3 separate regions of the Mus musculus genome follow, and regions 2 and 3 are each linked to region 1. Evidence: chromatin contacts called from public Hi-C data. All regions are on one chromosome and are shown on one strand. Each heading gives the region's core, a stretch centred on a gene start, on an enhancer-like site or on the middle of the called end of the contact. The rest is flanking DNA. Distances are from core to core; before and after follow the strand shown.

Region 1 (2,576 bases), core at 23-2,522:
GGGCATGGTGTTCCCAGGTACCAAGAATCTAAGGCATCTAGGGATGTATGAAGCATCAGAAGGATGCAGGCTGGTTCTATGCAAACATGATGCTATGCTCTCTAAGGGACCCTGTAAAGGAACAGGGGTCCTGGCTGTGAGGGCCTCCCTGCAGACTCAGAGAGAAGACTGTTACGACAGAGGCGTCCTTAGGGATAACGGTGAGGGCTCCATCTGAAGTTCATGCTGCTCATTCCTCAAAGCTCCCACCGAAAAAATGCTCTCATCTTCTAAGTCTGCCTCAGAGTCCACCTCCAGGAACTAAATCACACACTGGCAGCTGCTCAGGAGTGGACCACACATGTGCACAGAAAACACACACTTCTTGTTTATTCCATATTTGTTTCATTGTTAGTTCCACTTTATATATCTGCTATATATGGCACTACATTAGATTGAATATTATATAATTACATGTCACATACACATTACATACCGGCAGTTTCATACAGTATACATTCCTTTTCTTTTTTCTTTTTTTTCTTTTCTTTTCTTTTTTTTTTTTTTTTTTTTGGTTTTTCAAGACAGGGTTTCTCTGTATAGCCCTGGTTGTCCTGGAACTCACTCTGTAGACCCGGCTGGCCTCGAACTCAGAAATCTGCCTGCTTCTGCCTCCCCAGTGCTGGGATTAAAGGTGTGCGCCACCACTGCCCGGCCAGTGTATATTTCTTAAAGTGTTTTTTTTTTTTTTTTTTTAACTGCCTAAGCGTGTTTTGTTTTGTTTAAATATAAGGAATAGTGGGTGTGGAAAGCCAAATCCTACTGATCTCGTGAAAACATCCCTGATTTTATATTTCTCATGCCCTTGCGACCTCAGATTCCACCTACCTGAGCCACGCCCAGGTCTTCCTGGCAAAATCTCTTCCCTCCAGAATCTGACTCAGTCTTTCTGCCTGGCACACTGGGGCCGCAGCTAACAGACGTCGGATGAATAACATCCTGTAATGTGGGGCCCTCGCTGAGGAGAGGTGGGGGGCAGGGCGAGGTTCTGGGCCAGAATTCATGCTAAGTCAAAGTTAAGGCCCCAACTCCCAGCAGCTTAGTAACCGCACGACTGGCTTCATTCGTGCCGGTTCCCACACACCCACGCCAGGAAGAGGGAAGGGATAGCCTGTCCCCAGGAGTAGGGGCAACTGCAGCTCTTCCTCCAGTGAGAACTCCAGTCTCTGAGCTGGGCTCCATCCTTCTGCACTGGGAAATGGTTTTCTTGACTCCCCCTGGGCACTTTTCCCAGGAGGATCCACTAGATGGCCTGCGTTGAACACCACCTTTCCGGGAGCGTGCCTGAAGGGGGAAGGACTGCTTCTTAGCCTTCCTGCTTAGCTATTTTCTTCTTCTTCACAATTTGTCCAGGTAAATCTCCTGCAGTGTAACCATACTAACCCCTCAACAAACTTCACGTTAGACAATAGGAACGAGCTGAGGGGTGAGTGTTGAGACTCTTTAGTGGAAGAGCTCTCTGACTGGAAACACAGCAAATCAAGCGATTTCTGAGTCACAGCACGGACAGTACTGCAGAGAAAGAAGTAGTAAATTAAGGCCTGCTACACAAGCTAGTTTGAATAAAGAGAAACGACAAGACCTTGTACTGGTGGGGCCGGAGTAATTCAAGCTCCACGGCACTTTGGGGGTAGGCACGGGGCATCGCCACACATGTAGTTGTGGCTTTTGCCCTTAGTTGTAAAAGCCAAAGACAGTTTGAACTCTTTGACCGGGAAACTTCGAAGATTCCTAAAGCTAGAGAAAAGCAGTCAGTATGAAAAAAAAAAAAAGTTCGTCTCTGCTACTTGCAGTAAAGGAAACTTGGAAAGAAGCCCAGGGACTGACTGTAGGGAGCTGACTCAGCCAATGCGCAGCTGAGAAGATGGACCGCGTGGAGCGCCCCCGCCCCTGGATACAGGAAGTCCTGCTGAGTGGCTATTTTCTCTGGTTAAATGTAGATTTGCGAGTTTGGGGATGAAAGTAAGAGCAGACTGCTTGTGTCCGAGTAAACTCTTACACAGACAATGATTGTTACACCACACATGAAGAAAACCCAAACCAGCTTGTGCTGGATCCCCAAACCCAGCTCAGGAAGCTAAGGCAGAAAGGATCATGAGTTCTAAGCCAACCTGGGCTACTTGGAGAACATACACAAATTAAACTCAACAGCCACCGTCAGTTGGAGGAGCTGATTCTAGAGTCGATTTTCGGGAGCTGAGTGAGGGGCATTATAGTCGGTCTGGCTTTCTGTAACAAAATGCCACAGACTGGCAGAGTTCAGAAAAGCTTGGAGTTCCAGAGGCCATCAAGTATCATAGGAGTCGTCTAACAAGAGGATGGGTCAGAGCCCTCTTTTCTTCTCTTCCTGACTTCTCTGTGTCATCACCTCTGCTGGGCAAAGACTCTGTCAGGCAGAAACTGCTTGTTCTTGGGCTCCTCCTGAATGGTTGAGAAGGACATTCCTAAATTGATAAATTCTCTAGCCTCATGTACTCTGCCACAGCCTCACAAGACAGATGAAGAATCTATGCCATGAGAGATGAAGGTTTGACCTG
Region 2 (2,576 bases), core at 53-2,552, 150 kb before region 1:
TGAGGAAGGCTGAGAACCACTGCCTTAAGGTAAAGAGGCCTCCTGTGAGAGTCTAACCTACAGGTTAGATGCAGGGCTGTGCCTGGGACTGGGAAGCAGGGTGGCTGTTAGTATTGCGATGGAGCTGCACCTGTGTGGGAAAACTTCCGATCAAAGACTCAGAACCCCCCAGGCATAGGTGAAGCCTTTCTTGCCAAGCTGGTTCAAAAGTTTCTGATGTGTTAGGATGTGAGGAGAAAGTCTCTCTCCCACCCACTCCAGAAAGCCTAAAAGGCTCCATAGGGCTTTTGTCTGACCTTGGACAGCTGCACAGTGACCTTGAGGGGCTTACAGTTTTCAGTTTCTCTCACAGCTGGCGCTGTCTGTTGCTTATATCCTGGCCTGATTCATAAGACTCTTACTCTGAGGTAATTATTACTTTTTCAATAAAAGCATCTGGACAGAGATATTCTTTATAAGCGATATCCACCAGAATATACTTGCAGAATATAGGACACTATAGGACAAGCAGTAACAATGATTAATATGTCCCAAGACAAACAAACCCCACGAAACATTCAAGATAAATACATGATCTTTTCCAAGTATTTATGGAAAGATGACTTTTGCACAAGATAGATCTAAATCTAGAGGGCTTGGAGAGACGGTGCAGAGGTTAAGGGCCCACAGGACTCTGCAGCAGATGGAATTCTGGTCCTAGCAGCCTTTGGGGGCAGTTCACAACTGCTTGTAATTCCAGCTCCAGGGGATCTGGTGCCCGATTCTGGCCTCTGTGGGTGCTGCACTCACATGTACAACACTACATTTAGACACACACACACACACAACTTCAAAATAAATTCTAAAATAAAAAGATCTAGATGATGTTACTTTTAGTTTAAAGATCTTGACTGCCTCATTTGTGTTTCTGGAATCCGATGGCTCTTAGTTCTATCAGATGCAGTAAGTTTTCCTGGAACCAAGTACTGAAGGCTTACTTTATAGACAGTAAAATGATGAAGAAAATAGAAACAAGAAGGGGCTTTGCGGGCTCACGCTATTCCTCTTGGAAGGCTGCGACAGGAGGATGGACCAAGAGGATGAGATTAGGTTACCTCTGGTTTCTTTGTGTGAGTGTGAGCCCCTTGGCAGAGGCAGAAGGAAGTTAAGAATCACAACTGAAACAGGTTTGGGAAATTTGAGCATTAACCTTTTCTCCTGGTTTCTCAGAAAAATGGAGAAAAACTCCCTTTTGCCTTACTGAAGGGAAGTGTGGCCAGTGCGCTGGCCTTGCGCGCACTGGCCTTGCCTGTTTGTGGCAGTCACTGCGGTCTCTCTGCTAGGCCCTCGAGAGAAATGCTCTGACCCCCGTGGCAATGGCTACAGAGAAAAGTCCACACTGTTGGAAATAGATGTGTCTGGGGCCGGTACTTTCGGGAGCCGGTGCAAGCTGCGTAGCCTCTCTAGGTGTCTGAAAACATCTGGTGCTGATACGGCTCAAGGCCAAACAACCCAAAAGCCTCGGGCGGGCGAGCTGAGCAACTCCAGGACAGGTAGGTTAACACAAAGGCAGCATCTTCTGCAGGAAGTTAGGACCCAGTGAGCTCTTGATAAGAAGAGCATTTACAAGCTTGAAGACTGCAGGGGAAGGAAGCAGATGTAATCTCCCACTACAGAAGTTCCCTTTTCTGCCCTATAAAACTCCAACCCGCCCCACCCCCCACCCCCACTCCTAAGCACATTCCCCAGGAGTGGCTTCTGCCCTTGGCTGTTCTGATTAAAGGAAAACCTGCTTCTGTAGGGTCTGGTCTCCAATGTTCTCTAGCCTGGAGCGATTCTAACAATCAGCCAACTGATCTAACTCTAGCCTCCGGCTCACACAAGGCCTGAGTAAGCACACTTGGGAAAGGCTTCTCTGTTCTGCCCTCCTCATCTTTTACAAGTAGCTGTTCCTACAGCCTGTATCTGGATCCTGGACCCTGGCGGGGGCTTCAGTAGCTGCGCTGAGGATATTGAAGAAGTAAGAGAGGAGGGCAACCCCAGGAGCGGAGGAGTAAGACCCACCTCCATCCTTATTGGACTTCCCCAAAGCATGGGGGAAGGAAAGAAGTTGAGTCAAGATGGGGTTTAATGTTTGCTTCAAGGACAAGCGACTGTAAATAAAGTTCCACTGCTCAGTCACCAGGGGGCGCACTAAATCTTTGCCTCCTACAAAATTCCCAAGTTTGGAAACTGTAAGTTTGTTAGAAACTCCCAAAGGTCCCACCGCTTATCTAGAAATGTCCAGGAGATGAAGAAACCACCGTGAGACATGGAGCAGGTAAGGACGATCAGAGCAAGAAGTGAAACCATTCATCCTCAGATACCTCGGTTCTTGCCAGGGGGATCCGACAGTAGACAAAGGGCTTCTGTGGGATGTGAAAAAACGAGGGACGTCGAGGCACAGCCAGCACTATAGCCCCCCTACGGTGAGCCAAGCAGGCTTGGGGATAATCTCGTTCTAGTGGGGAGAAACTGAGGTAGAAACGAACCCCTCGTGCTTGAAAGTTGGTGAAGCAATGAAATGAAGTCAATTCTGTCTCCAAACCAATTTTAAG
Region 3 (2,576 bases), core at 39-2,538, 130 kb after region 1:
CCTGCAGTTGGTTGAGTCCACATACGTAACTGACTAGTTTCTGGCCCCTTGTAGGAGAGACACAAGGAGTTGAGAAGGGGAGGGGTGGCTCACAGAGAAGACTCCAGGTTTGGGGGTCAGCTTGACCACTGTGAATCAAAGAGGTATTTTTGTGTCTCAGCAAGACTCCTGTGGGGGAAATGGCTCCACTTCAAGTCCTCTGACACAATGTTCAGAGTAGTTGGGTGTCAGCTTCTAATTTCCTTTCTGCACACAGTCAAGTTTTGTTGTCCCAGCTTAGCTTTGCATTTAATTTCCTTAGGCCTCTGATACAAACAAAGCTCTCCTAAGAAGAAAATGGAGATAAGAATAATGGCACAAAGAAGCACACATGCAACTCTGATGACATCACCAACATTCTCATTAAGATGAATGTGTGCGTGCGTCAAGACAAACAAATATCTTACTTGCAAAGGCACAGGGCAGCAGTAGAGTCCTGTTCAGGGATATAAAGGAAGTCATGCTTGCTTTGTTCAATCCACACCATAATTCCTTATATTTTTATGTCACACAATTCTCTCAAGTTCAGAACAAGACATCATTCTTACAAAATATCAAATAAATATATTTGTCTCCATAGTAAGCATGCAGCTATCTCTAGCTCTACAATCAGAAAAGGTCACATAGTAAAATGCCAGTAAGACATTATCTTAAAATATTAGCTAGTGTGCAAATATCCCGGCAGAATAGGAGATTACTCAATGTTGAAAAATACTTGTTTTGGCAAGCTCAATTTCTGTTTAGAGCTATTTTAACCTTAGTTGGCTGTCTTCTTTTCCCCTAATAGTCTCCTCTCTGACATCTGATATATGTTTGCCAAATGGCCTGACTTTTAAAATTTGTATATACTTCCATTCCAAGGGTACTCTTTATAGAGTGATTTGCAAATTGTGCATATTTGTTCTAAACGTCACATCTCTTTGAAAAACCACAGTGTCGATGAGAAACTCGCAGCTTCTGGTTAGACTTTTAATTTTGGATAGGTTGCGCTGGGGAGGTGGCTCGGTGGTTAAGAGCACTGGCTGCTCTTCCACAGCTCACAAACATCTGTCTCTCCAGTTCTGGGGGATCCCGTGCCTCTTCTGCTTACTCAAGGACACAGTGCGCAGAGACACGGCCGGCAAACACCCACGTCCATAAAATAAAAGACAGAAGAATTAAATTTTTGTTAGATTAACACAATGGGTGACTAATACATACATGGTAGAATGGATAACAAGGAGACTGTCAAGGAAGAAAATGAGATGAATCATGGGAAAACCCTCTCTGAACAATTATCTCCTAACCCACCCATGTGGCTAAATTGTGGAAACTACCACATTCCAATAAGAAAGAATAACGGGGTAGCTTCGAGTTTGGGGCAAATCTAGTCCTTACAGTTAGTTCCAGGCCAAATCACGTAGAATGAATGAATGAGTGAATGAGTGAATGACTGGATGAAGGCATGCTACTACTGAAGGAGACACCCAAATGTTAAATTTCTCTTACAAGTTGAATAGTGTTTTTTTCATTCCCTTCAAAAAGACCTGGTGAAGGTCTAACTGACCCAGAATGTGACCTTACATGAAAACACGGTACTTAGGATTCCACTAGTTTGGATGGGGTCACACTTGAGTAGGCTGGGCTTTTAACCCAATACGCCTGGTGTCCTTGAAGGAAGAGACAGTGTGAAGACATCCACAGTGTGCCATCTGACGGACAGTGGCCTACGGCGTGAGCCCAAGAAAGGCAAGCAAGCCTGTCAGCAGCCAGCAGGAGCTGGAAGAGGCAGGAGAGGGCTTCTCGCCAAGGCTGTGGGACCATACATTTATGCTGGTTTACTCAGCCCAGCATAAGGTTTTTGTAAGAGTCACCTTATGGAAATTAATAATTTATCTCACATTACTTAAAAATGTAGTATTAGAAATCATGCTCAGAAAATTCAGCTTGTGACCTGGAGGAAAGAAAATCACAGATAGATTTTTTTTTTTTCAGCTAAAAACTACTAAAATTTTACGTATTTCTTCCCATCACTCATTCCCAAGAGTAATTTTTTTGTTTGTTTGTTTGGGTTTTTTGGGTTTTTTTTTTTTTTTTTTTGAGACAGGGTTTCTCTGTGTAGCCCTGGCTGTCCTGGAACTCATTCTGTAGTTCAGGCTGGCCTCGAACTCAGAAATCCCCCTGCCTCTGCCTCCCAAGTGCTGAGATTAAAGGAGTGCGCCACCATGCCCGGCATCCCCCAGAGTAATTTTTAAGTTTTACATAGCTATGGCCATGAGCTTAAATTGTGTACAGTGATAGTTTCAATAATGGTACGAACATTTTATGTTTTTGCAAGTGTTCTTAGCGCTATCACTATCACCCAGATTAACGTTAGCAATTTTGCTTTGTGATTCTTATTGTCTCAGATACTGTCTTTTGGGTTGACTTTGGAGAAATTTAAAGTTCTTCCGGTTATCAATAATTCTCTAAGTCCTGCTCTGTGAGAAACATGAGTGTGATGGTTAGTCTTGTCTGTCAGTTTGATGTGATTTTAGGGTTACCTAGGAGACAGTTTT

Evidence for each region. A called contact is a pair of places that touch in the nucleus more often than the background predicts.
Region 2: a contact with region 1 is called in a Hi-C map of embryonic stem cells, with 2.1 times the contacts expected there. The contact joins two enhancer-like sites. A contact is called at or near these places in 7 of 484 Hi-C or Micro-C datasets (the HL-1 cell line, embryonic stem cells, liver and 2 more).
Region 3: a Hi-C map of embryonic fibroblasts shows a contact between it and region 1, with 5 times the contacts expected there. The contact joins two enhancer-like sites. A contact is called at or near these places in 33 of 484 Hi-C or Micro-C datasets (the AML12 cell line, the C2C12 cell line, CD4 T cells and 22 more), 19 of 115 datasets of contacts at active chromatin or transcription factors (the NIH/3T3 cell line, Th17 cells, astrocytes and 15 more) and 2 of 9 other capture datasets (bone marrow-derived macrophages and embryonic stem cells).

Annotation. Positions count from the first base shown.
Region 1 is chr1:39,760,294-39,762,869 of GRCm38.p6, forward strand. No RefSeq gene overlaps it. Among named protein-coding and RNA genes, the nearest start is that of Rfx8, 41 kb to the left of the region's middle. Within about 2 kb of position 1,273, at least 259 of the 459 cell types and tissues checked have an H3K27ac peak or open chromatin away from gene starts, as enhancers often do. A contact at or near this core is called in the C2C12 cell line, the HL-1 cell line, the NIH/3T3 cell line and 6 more, where this site is marked.
Region 2 is chr1:39,612,944-39,615,519 of GRCm38.p6, forward strand. No RefSeq gene overlaps it. Among named protein-coding and RNA genes, the nearest start is that of Gm51620, 22 kb to the left of the region's middle. Within about 2 kb of position 1,303, at least 89 of the 459 cell types and tissues checked have an H3K27ac peak or open chromatin away from gene starts, as enhancers often do. A contact at or near this core is called in embryonic stem cells and uterus, where this site is marked.
Region 3 is chr1:39,888,378-39,890,953 of GRCm38.p6, forward strand. No RefSeq gene overlaps it. Among named protein-coding and RNA genes, the nearest start is that of Map4k4, 11 kb to the right of the region's middle. Within about 2 kb of position 1,289, at least 34 of the 459 cell types and tissues checked have an H3K27ac peak or open chromatin away from gene starts, as enhancers often do. A contact at or near this core is called in the C2C12 cell line, the HL-1 cell line, the NIH/3T3 cell line and 4 more, where this site is marked.